5 separate regions of the Mus musculus genome follow, and all the other regions are linked to region 2. A link is a contact called in public Hi-C, HiChIP or PLAC-seq, Micro-C and promoter capture Hi-C data. All regions are on one chromosome and are shown on one strand. Each heading gives the region's core, a stretch centred on a gene start, on an enhancer-like site or on the middle of the called end of the contact. The rest is flanking DNA. Distances are from core to core; before and after follow the strand shown. Region 1 holds the start of Aldoa (aldolase A, fructose-bisphosphate). Region 2 holds the start of Sbk1 (SH3-binding kinase 1). Region 3 holds the start of Gtf3c1 (general transcription factor III C 1). Region 4 holds the start of Il21r (interleukin 21 receptor). Region 5 holds the start of Zfp771 (zinc finger protein 771).

The links. Promoter capture Hi-C pulls out the DNA fragments that hold promoters and counts their contacts. A called contact is a pair of places that touch in the nucleus more often than the background predicts. HiChIP or PLAC-seq counts read pairs in DNA pulled down with a chosen protein or histone mark.
Region 1: a contact with region 2 is called in a Hi-C map of cortical neurons, with 2.9 times the contacts expected there. The contact joins the promoter of Aldoa here to the promoter of Sbk1 in region 2. A contact is called at or near these places in 1 of 39 promoter capture datasets (cranial neural crest), 1 of 484 Hi-C or Micro-C datasets (cortical neurons) and 3 of 115 datasets of contacts at active chromatin or transcription factors (bone marrow-derived macrophages, large pre-B cells and pancreatic cancer cells).
Region 3: an H3K27ac HiChIP or PLAC-seq map of extraembryonic endoderm stem cells shows a contact between it and region 2, with 5 times the contacts expected there. The contact joins the promoter of Gtf3c1 here to the promoter of Sbk1 in region 2. A contact is called at or near these places in 4 of 39 promoter capture datasets (the HPC-7 cell line, HPC-7-derived erythroid cells, cranial neural crest and 1 more), 6 of 115 datasets of contacts at active chromatin or transcription factors (astrocytes, craniofacial prominence, embryonic forebrain and 3 more) and 1 of 9 other capture datasets (macrophages).
Region 4: a promoter capture Hi-C map of pre-B cells shows a contact between it and region 2. The contact joins the promoter of Il21r here to the promoter of Sbk1 in region 2.
Region 5: a Micro-C map of embryonic stem cells shows a contact between it and region 2, with 3 times the contacts expected there. The contact joins the promoter of Zfp771 here to the promoter of Sbk1 in region 2. A contact is called at or near these places in 1 of 39 promoter capture datasets (pre-B cells) and 1 of 484 Hi-C or Micro-C datasets (embryonic stem cells).

The regions. Positions count from the first base shown.
Region 1 is chr7:126,797,940-126,800,639 of GRCm38.p6, forward strand. It overlaps Aldoa (aldolase A, fructose-bisphosphate), which reads right to left and starts at 1,315. Exons shown (of 9, transcript NM_007438.4): 1 at 1,106-1,315.
Region 2 is chr7:126,271,066-126,273,765 of GRCm38.p6, forward strand. Sbk1 (SH3-binding kinase 1) reads left to right here and starts at 1,431. Exons shown (of 4, transcript NM_145587.3): 1 at 1,431-2,034.
Region 3 is chr7:125,706,282-125,708,981 of GRCm38.p6, forward strand. It overlaps Gtf3c1 (general transcription factor III C 1), which reads right to left and starts at 1,407. Exons shown (of 37, transcript NM_207239.1): 1 at 1,176-1,407. The coding sequence starts at 1,396. It overlaps D430042O09Rik (RIKEN cDNA D430042O09 gene), which reads left to right and starts at 1,589. Exons shown (of 28, transcript NM_001081022.2): 1 at 1,589-1,667. The coding sequence starts at 1,661.
Region 4 is chr7:125,602,102-125,604,866 of GRCm38.p6, forward strand. Il21r (interleukin 21 receptor) reads left to right here and starts at 1,328. Exons shown (of 9, transcript NM_021887.2): 1 at 1,328-1,751.
Region 5 is chr7:127,243,244-127,245,943 of GRCm38.p6, forward strand. Zfp771 (zinc finger protein 771) reads left to right here and starts at 1,283. Exons shown (of 3, transcript NM_177362.4): 1 at 1,283-1,365; 2 at 1,742-1,891. The coding sequence starts at 1,751.

The sequences.
Region 1 (2,700 bases), core at 65-2,564, 530 kb after region 2:
GACTTCCCTATACTAGACCTGCCTCTTCCTGTACCTTTCCTAACTCTGTCTGTTGCTGGGTGTTGCCCAGCTCAGAGTGGGGTTGCTCACTGGCAACTGGGGGAAAGGAAAAAGCCAGAGCCAGGGACAGGCGGGTCATGTTGAAGCTGGACCCATCTGGCCTGCGCGTTGCCATGGGTCACCTTGCCTAGAAACAAAATTGAACCGGGAATATTTTAGAATTTAAGGATCACGAATAGGGCAGAGAGCCTAATACCCTCATCTGAAAGAGCCCAAGAAAGAAATGATCTGTGCTCAAAGCCACATAGCAACCCAAAGGCGAGAGTTAAGAGAGAACCAAGATTTCCCGACTGAGGTGGGGGGGCCCCTTCTAATCCACCCAGGGCCGGCCCAGGCTTCAAGGACACCCCAAGGTCAGGCTTCTCTCTTCGTGATGGTTGCGGGGGAGGAGCTCGAGGAAAAGGATTAATTATTAGGAAAAACACAGGGCCATCAGAAGCACAGAAAAGGGGCTATGGAGCCCAGGTAGAACGAAACCTTTGCCTCCATACTGTTAGAAGGGGAGGGAAAGGATGTACGAGGCACGTGCACTTCTACGCTACAGCGGTTCCAGACTCAGAATCAAGGTCACAGATAAGGAAAGATAGTAAAGTGTTAATGGGCAACAGAGTACTGCAGCTGAGGAGTTTAGCCTTCTCTCCTGGGGCTCCCCCGAAAGGAAACCAATTTCCTCCACCCCATCGCGTAAATCCTGAGACGGTGTAAGAGCCGATCGCCCCCGTCTCCCCATCGCTTCTTGAGATCTCTTGAATAGGAAATGGGACCCTGATGCTTTGCATAGCGGAGAGTTTTTGCAAAAATAAAGAGGGGTCTGTTTTTCCACCTCATCTTGCTTCCTCCCCCGGCATGACTCAGCGCGCTGAGTTGCTGCGTGGCGCAGCGAACCGCCAGGGCGCAGGCCGGAGAACCCGGGCTGGGGGCAAGCGTGGGGGTAGAAAAAGGAGAAGTGAGGGGCCGTGGGGAAGACGGCTCTGCACTGCCCGCCACCGGCCCAAGATCCTAACCCCATAGACCCTTCCCCGAGCACGTGTCAAATGGCGCTCACCTGGCACAGGACGGGGTGGGTCTGCCTGGTACGCCGGTGGGTAGGCGAAAGGACTAAGGAGCGAACGCGGCTAGGGTCACCAGAACCTCGTTCTGCTGCGCGTTCCAAGAGAACGCAGCCTATTCAGCTGGGTTGGGGGGGACGGGAGGCGGGGCCCCGGACATTTAAAGGCGCCGCTCCGCCCTCTGCAGGTTTTTTCCCTTGCAGGGACGGGAACCGTCCAATTGAAGGTGGGCACTGTGCGCAGCACCGCCCCAAGATGCTCCGATAGGAGGCGGCACTGGGGAGGAGACAAGCGGCTAGAACACGATCCCTCCTCCGCCCCGCTAGGACGTGACTCGAGCCACATCCCGCAGGTCACCAGGCCCCCCCCCCCAACACCCCCCCCCCCAACCCCTGCCTGGCGCGCGCGCGAACATCGTGACTCAGCCGGAATGTGGGTTGGCGAAGAGTAGGGAGGGGGTCAGAGTGAGATGGTGGCTGGCCTCTCCTCCAAGACCCCTGGCTTCCGGCTGTGTAGTTGCAGCCTGACGTCACTGCTAAGAACGCAGAGCTTCGGAGCCTCCCTGCCTGCCTGCTTCGTCGCTTGACTAAAATGCAGGGCGCGTTCCATCTCTCCCTGGCCAGAGCACGGCGCAGCTGACATGGTACGCAGGCAAAACCTCCCAGAACTAGTGTGCCGGCCACATCGGAACTGAGTGGCGTATCCAGGCCTGGCGTTGCCTAGCAGATTGGCGGGAGGCACCACCCGCGAGCTAAACACACCCAGTTTGAGGAAATGACCGACAAGGACTGGCCCAAGCCAGACAGGTCTTTCCCGAACCTGATTTCCTTCTCCAAAATAAAAAAATCCGTCTCGGAGCTCTCTTGTCACCCTGTAACTCTCAGAGCACTCAGTTTCCTCAGGTCCCAATCCGCAACCCCCATTCCCATCCTGCAATCCGGATAGCGGCCCACCTGTGGCGCAGTGACAGAAGCCGCAGAGCCCGGTCAGCAGAGAGTGAGCCCGGCAGTCCAGGGCTGGGTTTTAAGGCAGCTCCTACTCCCCACCCCTCCCCTACACACCCCCGCACCAGTGTCCCAGACCTTCTCGGTAACCCCTGCCCTTTCCCCACCACGAATCCCGCGGCCGGGACCTATATTTAGGGAAACCTGAGGCTCCTGACATTCATCCCTGCGTGGGGGGTGAAGAAGAGGCAGCTTTGGTTTGCCTTGAGAGGAGGAGGTGCCACTGCTCACTCACCGGTCTTTAGAGGAACCTCTTCCTTGGAAATACAGTGAAATTAGTCAAGAAATCAGTCTCAGGTCCAGGATCTGTAAGGCAGAACAAGAAGGGAAAACATCTAGATATTGCCTCCCACTGCCTCCTCTGGTTCCCTCCTCCCTTGACTCTGGTGCCTGCTGGTGGTTGTACTTTTTTTTTTTTTCCAAAGGAGAGCAGATGCAGGCAGGATACTCACCTCTTAAAATAACCAGGAGTCTAAAGGCAGGGTGTGGCTGGCCATCCCTTTATCCTGATAGTCCAGGTTGGCAGAAACCTCCCACACTGTTGCCTGGGTGAGCAATGTCCTGCATCCTCACCCTCACATACAATA
Region 2 (2,700 bases), core at 181-2,680:
GTGGTATGCATGCATATGTGTGTGTTTGCATGTATGTGGGGTGCACATGCATGTGTGTGCATGTGCAGACGGAGGTTGATTCTCTTGTTCTCTATTTTACAAATTGAGGCATGGTTTCTCACTTGAACCTAGAGCTGACTCATTCGGCTAGTCTTGCTAGTCAGCTTGCTCTGGGGATCCTGTCTGCCTCCTAAATGCTGGGATTCTAGGCTGCTACACCTGCCCAGCCATAGCTGAGTCCTGGGGGCCTGAACCCTGGTCTTTAGCAGCATCTCGCTTGGTTCCCCTTCTCCCCTCCCGTACTTATTTATTTATTCAGAGACTGGGTCTTTCACTGGAACTCACGGATCAGATCAGGCTGGTCCCTGGGATCCACCTGTTTCTGCCTTCCCAGGGCTGGAACTACAGGTGTCATGGCACTGGAGGAACTCAAGTCCCTCATGCTTGCCTGGCAAGCACTTTACTTAATAAGCCGTCTTCCCAGCTCCACCTAAGGCTACCTGAGTTTGCAATAACCAGCTCTAAAAGTTCTACCAGCAGCTGGAGTGGTTGGAAGAGGATGCTAATTTGAGAAAACAATCTGATCAGAGATTAAAAGGAGGAGAGATTTTGGGTGCGTCGGGGGCTTTTTCTATGAATAAAATAGTATGCTGCATGGGAGACTGGGCCTCTGGAAGGATGCGTTCGTTGTTCCCACTCTGTCGCCATCTCTGCTCGATCGCCCCACCTGCATCCAGGCTACAATTTCCGGTTAATGAACAAAGCTCTTCACACCCGGGTGGCTTTGCACAGCTGCTGCTTCAGCCAGGAACCCCCCACCCCCTTCTTCCGTTCTGCTATACACCTTTAATCCCAGCTTTTCCTTAAACTTACTTCGCGGTCTCCCTACAGCAGAGCTCGAAAGTTCTGCCTGAACCCTGCACGGCCCCACAGACCCCAGGTCTCTGAGTAGCCTAGTAGTCTTATGAGGTCCCCTGGAAATCGAATGGATAGGTGGAAGGATGAATGGGCAGACAGGCGGGTGAACAGATGGACCGGTAGTTGAATGAGCGAGTGCATTCTGAATAGGAGAGCTCGGATTTATTTTTCTTCTTTGAAACAGATCCAGGCTCCGCCCCACAAGCACAGGCTGGAATAGTCTGGGACAGTCTAGCCCCTCGGGGACCAAGCAGCTGGACCAGGTGACCCTCTGTGACTCCCCCGAGCCCTCTCTAACCTCGTTCTGGCCCCCTCCTGGGCTCTGACCTAGAAAAAGAAGCTTATGCCAATGACCGGCGGGCCTTAGGACCCCGCGTGGCCGGAAAGCGGGCGGGGCATCGTGCGGCTCCCGCGGCGGTGGGGAGGTCCAGGCCCGTGGCGCCTGGCGGGAGGGCGCGGCGGGAGTGCGCGTGCGCGGAGCGCGCACCCGGCGCGGCGGACAAAGGCGCGTGCGGCGGCGCGCGAGGCGGAGGGCGGAGCGGCGGGCGGGCAGGTACGCGCCGGCGGGAGGCGGAGCCGCGAGGCCGCGATGGAGCGCAGCCCGGGCGGGCACCGGCGCTGGAGCCCGAGTGCCGGGCGGAGCGGGAGCCTCAGCCGGAGCCGCAGCCTCAGCCCGCGCCAGGCCGGGGCAGGAGCCCGCAGGGCCGGGCTGCTCGCAGCGGCGGCGCCCGAACCCCCCAGCGGCTGAGCGGTGACCTCCATCCTCGCACGCGGCTGCTGGGACGCAGCGACCGATCCAACCCGGGCCCCCCAAGATCTGCTTGCTACAACCGCACACCTCAAGACACAGAGAGACCCAGGCTTGGGGCGCTAGCCTCCCTAATCCGCTACTCCGGCACACAGGGACCCCAAACCTAGGACAGCAAGATCCTCTTGCTAACGAGAAGCCGCGGGCACCCCAAAGCCTCGGGACCCGGGCGACCAAGCCCCTTGCGACGCCTTCAGCGTCCCGGCTCATGGTGGTAGTGGTGCCCTGAGCCCCTCTCGGGCCGGGCAGACGAAGATCGACACGGCGCCCAGGCCCCCTGCCGCGGCGTCCCCGCGGCCCCAGCCCAGGTAAGTGGGACCCAGGTGAGGGGCGGCAGGTGAGTGGTACCGAGGTCCCTAGAGTCCTGCAGGTGGGGAAGGAAGTCCAGAGTGCGCGCTCCCCCTCCTCAGCGTCGCCATGGAGCCGAGGCTGAAGGACGTCTCTTTGTGTCTCGCTTGGAGGAGCCGCCCCCTCCTCCTCTCCCTTCCCCCACCTTCCACCCCAACCCTGAGATTTGGGCACAGCTTCGGACCCCGGGAGAGAGGAGTTGCGACGCCCTGGAGAGGGGTTAGAAGGTGGAGAGTCTCCCCGGAATAGCCTGGAGCCTTAGACCTTAGGTCCTTTGAAGAATAAAGACACGTAACTATCATCTCCCAAAGACCAAGCTGAGTTCTTAAGTGACACCCACCCTCCCCACAGGAAAGAGAAAATTTGGGGCGCCCAAAGGTGAGAGGTGCCTGCATTCTGCAGCTCTGGGTGACAGCTGGGGCTTTGGGTGTGTGCCTTTGTCTGAGAGGGCAGGGAAGGGGCGTGTTTGAGAGGATGAGTCTCTTATTTTCTGACTCTGAGACCCCAGCTCAGGTCTCAGTGGGGCTCTTTATCCAGTCCCTCTTTGTGCTCCCTGCAGAACAGGGAGAGGACAAGCCCTCTCAGTGAACAGCTAGTTTGGGGGAGGGAGGTACCCTGAATGAAGA
Region 3 (2,700 bases), core at 157-2,656, 560 kb before region 2:
CTGGAATCCTAGTGGATGCCCACTTCACCCCCTGAGCCTCCTCTTCAGGGTGTTGTAAAACTTTCCACGCTCCCTGCTTCCAAGCGTACTCTTCAGGCGCACGCAGTTCACTTCTCTCCCGTTAAGCTATTCTACTTGGTGTTGCTTGTTCAGAGCACTCTGCCAAGTGGCCGCCTAAATCTAAACTTATCTGGTTCATTATTACCTCTAGAACCTCCTCTGACCTTCATAATATAGCTTAAGAGTTCCAACTTGCAGGGCATGGTAGGGCATGCCTGTAACCCAAGTGCTAGAGTGCAGAGGCAAGCGGGTATGATATGAAATCACACTGAACTGTATTGTCAGCTCTTTCTTCTTTTTTTTTTCTTTTTTTCTCTTTTCTTTTTTTTTTTTGGTTTTTCGAGACAGGGTTTCTCTGTGTAGCCTTGGCCTCGAACTCAGAAATCCGCCTGCCTCTGCCTCGCAAGTGCTGGGATTAAAGGCGTGTAACACCAAGACCAGCTCGTCAGCCCTTTCTTAACAAAAACTTGTACAGGGGAGTAAGGGGTGGGCTGAGGCTAAGGGCAGAGCATGCAAGGAGCTGGATTCTGCTCCTGGAGAAGGACAGATAGGAGAAGGGAAAAGTGCATTTAGCAATCCCTGAATCCTGTACTTAACCTAAGGTTAATCCCTTAACCTCTCGGCGTCAGTTTCCTCCTCTGTAAAATGAAAAGACAATAGTGTCTCGCTCAGTGTCGCGGAACTGAGTTCTGTCGCTTCCAGAACTGGGTCTTGGAACCCACCTATGGGAAGCGCCCAGTCCACCTCGGCTACTCTTTCACTGCTATTCGGGGCTATGCAGACCTCCAGTGAGCTGCCTTAGCTTTCGGAACGAACGCTCCCTAAAGGTCCCTGAAGGACCTCACCTAGTCCCACTTTTTAACCACTTTCCTACTCCCGTCCTATCACCCAACTTAAAGGAACTCTTTAGACTCGCTCCTTTAACACACTGGGAAACAGTTCCGTCACAGCGGATACCCCATCCCCCAGCTCATCTACTCCGGCCTGCTAGGGCGCAGAGCTCAGGTTTGCTCGCCTCCCGCGCCCATCCCCCACGTCCCACGGTCCCCGTTCTGCATCGCACCATCCTGCCCCGCTCCAGGCTCTCAGCCCTCGCCCCACCCCTGGTGGCTGACCGGTCTTGGAGCTGCAGGTCAGGTCTCTCTCGCGGCTCCTCGTAGAAACTGATGCCCGGGTGCGTGGCTAAAGCCCGCCACAAAAACTCCTGCGTGTAGGGTTCCAGAGGCAATGGGAAGGCAGGCGAGCGGGATTCCAGGCGGCTCCACAGCGCGGGCAGGCACAGGCCGTCGAGCCCCTCCAGGGCCACCTCGTCCAACAACGACTCGAGCGCGTCCATGGCCGCTTCAGTTAGCAGCGCCCGGGGCGCCTGCGCACCTCGCCGCCGAGGCCAGGGCCCAATGCGCCTGCGTACAGCGATCCGAGGCCTAGGGAGGACTGATGGGGAGTCCCAGCGCTCCGCCGTGACGTCACGCTACCCGAGGGCGGGCTCAATGATCAGAGTTCCTCCTCCATTGGTCCGGAACCCCGTAGTAACCAGGGGAACTGCAAACACTGTCAGGGCCGCTTCCGGTTCGGGAGGCCGGAACCGCCGCCTCTAGGGATGGACGGTTAGTGTCCGTGGGCCCCGCCGGGAGGTTGGGCGGCCGTCCCTCATCCCTCGGAGGTGTCTCAGGGAGGAACGCCTAGCCACAGGGACCCCGGCCCAGGATGGTGTCCAGCCTGAGGGGAAGGTTCTGGCGGTGCGGGATGGGGACCACGGCTGGGAGTGGTTTTGTAGGAGTCCCTCTCTCAGACTTAGGGAGGGGGGACGGGGAAGAGATTGGCGCGGGGGAGGCGTGAGGAGGATTGCGGGGGTCCTGGGATGGGCGATGGGAATGTCGAAGTTGGTTGGCGGTAAGCGTGTCCCTTGGGAGTACGTTTGTCAGCTCCTGGCATCAGGAGTGGAGGGAAAGGGCTGGGAAGAGTTTTATGTGCTTCGGTATTGTTGATAACTCACGTGAACTGAGTACTGTTCGGTGCCAGGGTTTCTGTAGCTACTGACAAGTGCAAACGTTTCACAGCAGTCCTTTGGGATAGTCACTTATTTTACAGGCGAGGGAGCTGAGGCTCAGACAAGGCAGGCCACTTTGCCTGGCCAAAGTCAAATAGCTAATCAAGAGACAGCATGAGTAAGACTCCTGGACGATGGGAGTTTAAAATCTGAAAAAAAAAAATATTTTAGAAGCCTTCCATTCCAGAGCTTGCCAGTGCACATGTCTACGGGAGCAAGTTTGGTGGGCTGTGACTGATAAACCAGTTGCCAATCTGTACAGAAGCAGATTGTTTTTAGGAGCAAGTCTCAAACTATGATAGCCAGTTAGTTAGTCAGTCGTAAGGCTAAAGGCAGCCTGGTTAGAATCACTGTGGACACTCAGGCGCTCCCTGGGAATAGCTGTTCTGATATCCAGCTTTTCAGATGGGAACACTGATGTCTGAGGAGACTGGAAGGGTCTGTGCTGCTTCACAGTTCATTACTGCCCCTTCCTTCTGCATTGCTGTGAAAGCCAGTGGATGTAGCATGGAAAGACATGTTACCATCGAATGTGTTACATCTGCTTAAAGGGTGCCTTTGTCCTTTGTCCTCGAGGCACTATAAAAAAA
Region 4 (2,765 bases), core at 78-2,577, 670 kb before region 2:
AGTACCTTGAGAAGGTAAATGCTACAGCTGCAGGAGAACCTACGCACTGTCTCAAGAGTGGTCCTGGGCAGAGCACGGGATTGGACTAGTTCACTGCTCATCAATGGAGTCTTCAACAAGTTGTTTCGCCTCAAAGGTTGACTAAACATTGGCCTCACGGGTGCAGGCATGAGGTCTGAGTGACGGCTAGAGTGTCGGTTTGCACAGGATAGACATGATCTTATGAACCTGCTTGTGAGTTCTGAAGAGATGAGTCTCGGAGGCAGATTTTAAGGGATTCTAAAAGCTGCCCTAAACTATGGGGACCACCCTTGGACTGTCGAGGGAAGAGGCAGAGGCAGGAGGTCACCCATGGTTTGACAGGAATGGTGATAGCCTCAGCATGGTCAGAAAATGAATGGAAACCTCACTGTTTAGAATTAATTTGAACTTTCAATAATAAAGCCCTTTTTATGAGGAAGGAAGGAAGGAAGGAAGGAAGGAAGGAAGGAAGGAAGGAAGGAAGGAAGGGAGGGAGGGAGGAGAAAGGAAGGAAGAGAGAGAAAGAAGGGAGGAAAGAAAGAAAGAAAGAGAGAGAGAGAAAGAAAAAAAGAAAGAAAGAAAGAAAGACAGACAGACAGACAGACAGACAGAAAGAAAGAAAGAAAGAAAGAAAGAAAGAAAGAAAGAAAGAAAGAAAGAAAGAGTTTATTTTCTCTATTTGTTTGGATTTCTATCTGTGTGTGGCTGCCTTGCCCTCCTGGCTGGACAAGGGGCACAGCAAGGCTCTCAGGAGCAGCAGGGTTCTCTCCTCCAGGGTAGCAGCGCATGTCCTCCTTCCCACAATGCTGAGGCTGGGGACTGGGGAATGGATGGTCATGAGCAGTGCTTAAGGCAGAAAGTCTGAGTGTCTGGGTCATTCTGAATCAGGACCCTGGGGCAGGCAAGGGACAGACAAAATGGACCAGTTAGACACCTGTAAAAGAGCAGTCATGAGGTAGGCGTCCACCTTCAGTCTGTCCCATCTGTGCTGAGGGGCTCAGGGTAAATACCAAGGGCTTCAGGTGGGATGTGCTACTGTCACATCTCTGTCTCGGTTTCTACATCTTCAAGAAGTGGCAAGTCCCACTTCACTGCCTGCCTCTTGGGACACGACTGTGAGGCCTTTGGGATGATGTCATCTGTCTGCAAGATGTCAGACCCCAAATATCGTGTTAAGGGTGACCTTTGGGGAGCCGTGGGTGCCTGCTTGCAGGCATCTTAGTTTTTCTTGCCCCTTCTGGAGGATCTGGCTGGGTTGGGCGGGGCACTGTTTACCACATCCCCTCCCCACCCCTTGCCTGGCCTCAGATAGACACCGAAGCCTCCGCTGGTGGCCCTGTGTTTCAGTCGCACACAGCTGTCTGCCCACTTCTCCTGTGGTGTGCCTCACGGTCACTTGCTTGTCTGACCGCAAGTCTGCCCATCCCTGGGGCAGCCAACTGGCCTCAGCCCGTGCCCCAGGCGTGCCCTGTCTCTGTCTGGCTGCCCCAGCCCTACTGTCTTCCTCTGTGTAGGCTCTGCCCAGATGCCCGGCTGGTCCTCAGCCTCAGGACTATCTCAGCAGTGACTCCCCTGATTCTGGACTTGCACCTGACTGAACTCCTGCCCACCTCAAACCTTCACCTCCCACCACCACCACTCCGAGTCCCGCTGTGACTCCCACGCCCAGGAGACCACCCAAGTGCCCCAGCCTAAAGAATGGCTTTCTGAGAAAGACCCTGAAGGAGTAGGTAAGTAGACTCTAGTTCTTGTTCTCCCTGAGTCTGGGGGCCTTTTTTCTGTCTTTTGCATAACACTGTGGTGGGACACAGGCAAAGAACACTACGCAGTTAGTGTGGGCAGAGTCAGGGCTGGAGTTCCTTGTTCAACTGACTAAAAATGACTAGGAATGCCCTTGCTGAATGTTGGAGGGTTATGGAGGCAGGAGCATGGCTAGCATAATCCCTTGCCTATGCAAAACTGCCTGCAAGAAGTGGTGAGGAGAAAAAAAAAGAGAGACTCTGGATGGTAGACAGTCTGCCAGGCAGTGATAGGCAGTAGCCAGGGGCATTGGGAAGCTTCCAGGGGGCCGTTTTGTAGGGAGGAAATCAGGTACTACCGGCCAGTATAGTTTATTACTTTAACTCCATCTATCCTTCCAGGCAGGTGGGGTGCCTACTTCACAGAGAAGGAAATCTGACTCCACAGGGGAAGAGTGACATTCCTTATGGGTCTTGTCATGATATGGCAAGGTGGGCAGTCCAACCAGGTGTCACCACCCAAATCCAGGGCCTGGGTCAGATGATAAGAGGTAACACCTCTTCCATGAGAAGAGAGGGGAGCCCGGAGGTTGTTGGAAGTCTAGTCTAGAGAACAGAATAGGAGAAGGCGGCACATGGGTTAATAGCATAGGAAATAATGTCTGTGCTTAGGACGTGTCAAGAGGACCAGAGCAGGTCATAGATGCATTAGAGGGTCACGAGTAGTTCCTAAGAGAATGTCTGTGCTCTCTGAGGCAGTTAGAGCACATGGTAGCATTTCCGAGTCTAGCAGCGAACCAGGGCAAGCCTCTCTGCTTCTTTGAGCCTCCTGGGTCCTCACTTTCTCCATCTGTAAAATGGGGATCAAGGTGGCTCTATCTTTGTGAGGCTGTTTATGAGAACTCCAGGACATCAGAATGTCAAGATTGACTTCAGGGGCTCCTACACCCAGGTACCCTGCCCCATGGAGGAGAAGGGCTAACCACTGAGAGCCACCAAGAATAC
Region 5 (2,700 bases), core at 33-2,532, 970 kb after region 2:
GCACTTGGGAGGCAGAGGCAAGTGAATTTCTGAGTTCAAGCCAGCCTGGACTACAGAGTGAGATCCAGGACAGCCAGGGCTATCCAGAGAAACCCTGTCTCGAACCCCCCCCCCAAAAAAAAAAAAACCAAAACAAAAAACCAAAACAACAACCACAAAGATTGTATTTATTTTATGTGTATGAGTACTCTGTAGCTCTCTCAGACACACCAGAAGAGGGCATCTGATCCCATTACAGATGGTTGTGAGTCACCATGTGGTTGCTGGGAATTGAACCTGTGGAAGAGCAGTCAGTGCTCTTAACCATTGAGTCATCTCTCTGGCTCCTTTATTATTTTTATTAGAAAAAAAAAGTTTCACTATGCAGGTCTGCCTGGCCTTCAACTTACAGAAGTCCACCTGCTTCTGCCTCCCCAGGGCTAAGTGGCACCATGCCCAGTTAAAAATATCTAGAGAGATAGGCAAGATGGTACTGTATGTAGTATTGTAGAGTGGATTTGACCTTGGGCTATTTCTTCCCACACTACCAGTAGTGAGAAATGCTTCTTTACTGTATAATTTAGGTAAATCAGTCCTCTCTGAACTATCTTTAAGTGCACGTGTAAAGTGAGATCGCAATCCTCTGTGCTGAGCAAATGTGACCCAGTGTGTAAAACAGCAAACTTTCAAGAACAGGTACCCAAGCCAGGCACGACAACTCCTGCCTTATACTCTCCAGATTCGGGGTGAGGGTCGGGGGCTTGCCACTGGTTCTAAACTAACCAGGTTTACATAGTGAGCCTCTGACAAGTCAGAAACAACACTCGGTAGATGAAAGCGACAGATTGGGCGGTGGTGGATCTGGGCCGCATGCGGGCAAACAGTAAGCTGTCTGGCAGATCAGGGGATGGGAAGGCGACGCGAGAAAGAACGAAGAAGGAAAAAGGAGGGGAAAGAAGAGAGGAGGCAACAGGGCCCGCTCTCCAGGCGGGGCGCCAGCGAGAGGCCCAGACCCCCGGGAGCGCACGTGGCCTACGCGGGCACAGCAATCTCGGTGGGGCGTCAAGATCCAGCAGCGGCGGAGCCCGGCTGAGGGTGGTTGGAACTCGGCTGCAGGGCCTTGAAGGCCGGGCTAGGCATGGTCTGTTGGTTAGGAGTTTCCGGGCCGCGGACACCTCTGAGTCCCGGCTACCCCTCCCGGGGCGGTTAGGGACAGAAGCTCAGGCCTCCAGCCTCTCCCCTAGGGGCGGGGCCAGACGGGCGAACCAATGAATGTCCGCCCCTGGGGCCCCGCCCCGCCCCCGCCTCCGGAGCCGCGGCCTTCGCAGAGCACCCAACCGCCCCTCGCCCAGGCCCGGGGCCGCACGAGCACCGAACCTCGGGCTGGTGAGTGCGCACTCCACCCCGGGGCCTCAGCTCCAGCGGGCCTCCGGCTCATCCCTTAGCGCTCAGGTCGCCGACCCAGGCTCTGGGGAGTGACTCAGCGCGAGGAGGGTGGCAACTCGCGGGAGCTGGAGATTCGAACTGTTCAGGGCCCTGAATGTCGGGATGAGTGGGGTGAACGGGTGTCTTCTGAGCTGGGCCCTGGGCAGTGTCGGAGCGTGGGGTTGGGTTAGGGTGGATGGGAAAGGACTGGACTCGGAGCCTGGGCAGGGCGGGGGAAGCCACGGCTGCACCGCCTTGTCTGGGCCGGGGCCACAGTGGGGGTGGGGGTGGGGGTGGGGGGCGGGTCCTGAGCCTCTGATCCAGCGCCCCGCCTCAGGACACCAAGATGCCTGGCGAACAGCAGGCAGAGGAGGAGGAGGAGGAAGAGATGCAGGAGGAGATGGTGCTGCTGGTGAAGGGTGAGGAGGAGGAGGGTGAGGAGAAGTATGAGGTGGTGAAACTCAAGATCCCTGTGGACAACAAGGAGGTACGTGTTCCGTCCCGATCCCACCCCCACCCTCGAACCTGTGCCAGGTTCAACGTCCCTCAGACAGAAGTCAAAAATCCTGCCCCCGCCTTTTCCTGGATCTCAGATCTAGAAACTCAGAATTGGCCCATCCTTGTGCTCACTGCCCCCCACGCCCCATTGGATAGACGTTTGGCCCACTGTGAGAGCCAGATGCCATGCTGGGTGCTGCTTGAGGCACCGTGCTGAGTGGCTTCAGTCTCCACGCAGCCTGATGTCTGTAAACTCACAATCCTGTATCCTGAGTCCAGATATAGGAGTTAGCAAAGGCCAGAGGTGAGGGAAGATGAGGCCAGGCCGCAGTAACAACAGCTACCTCTCGCATAGTTTATGGTGTGCCAGATGCTATTCTAAGCACCTCCAGTCTGGTTTGTTGCTAGTACTGACTCCATTTTCTAGGTGAGGAACTGAGTCTAAGACAGTTGGCAACCGACCTAAGTGACTACCCCAGACTGGAAGAGTGGCTCTGTCTGTAGGGAGCTATGGGACAGTAGTTCCCTCATACTCCAGCACAGCTCCAGGCAGGTTGGTTGGCAGAGCATGCTGGGGATCTGGGTTTTCTCCTGGAGGTTTTTAGGACATCAGAATGAGTTAGAGTCTGCCATTTGAGACCCTAACTATTCACCAATTATTTTACTTCCCAGAGCTGCCAGGGACCCTGGGCTGTCCCTTTCTCAGTAGACTTGAGTTCAGCTGGAGGGCTCTGGCTGCCTTGGGGATAAATGCTCGTTCCCCTAGCGGACCTGATGAGTTGCTGGGAAAGGACACCT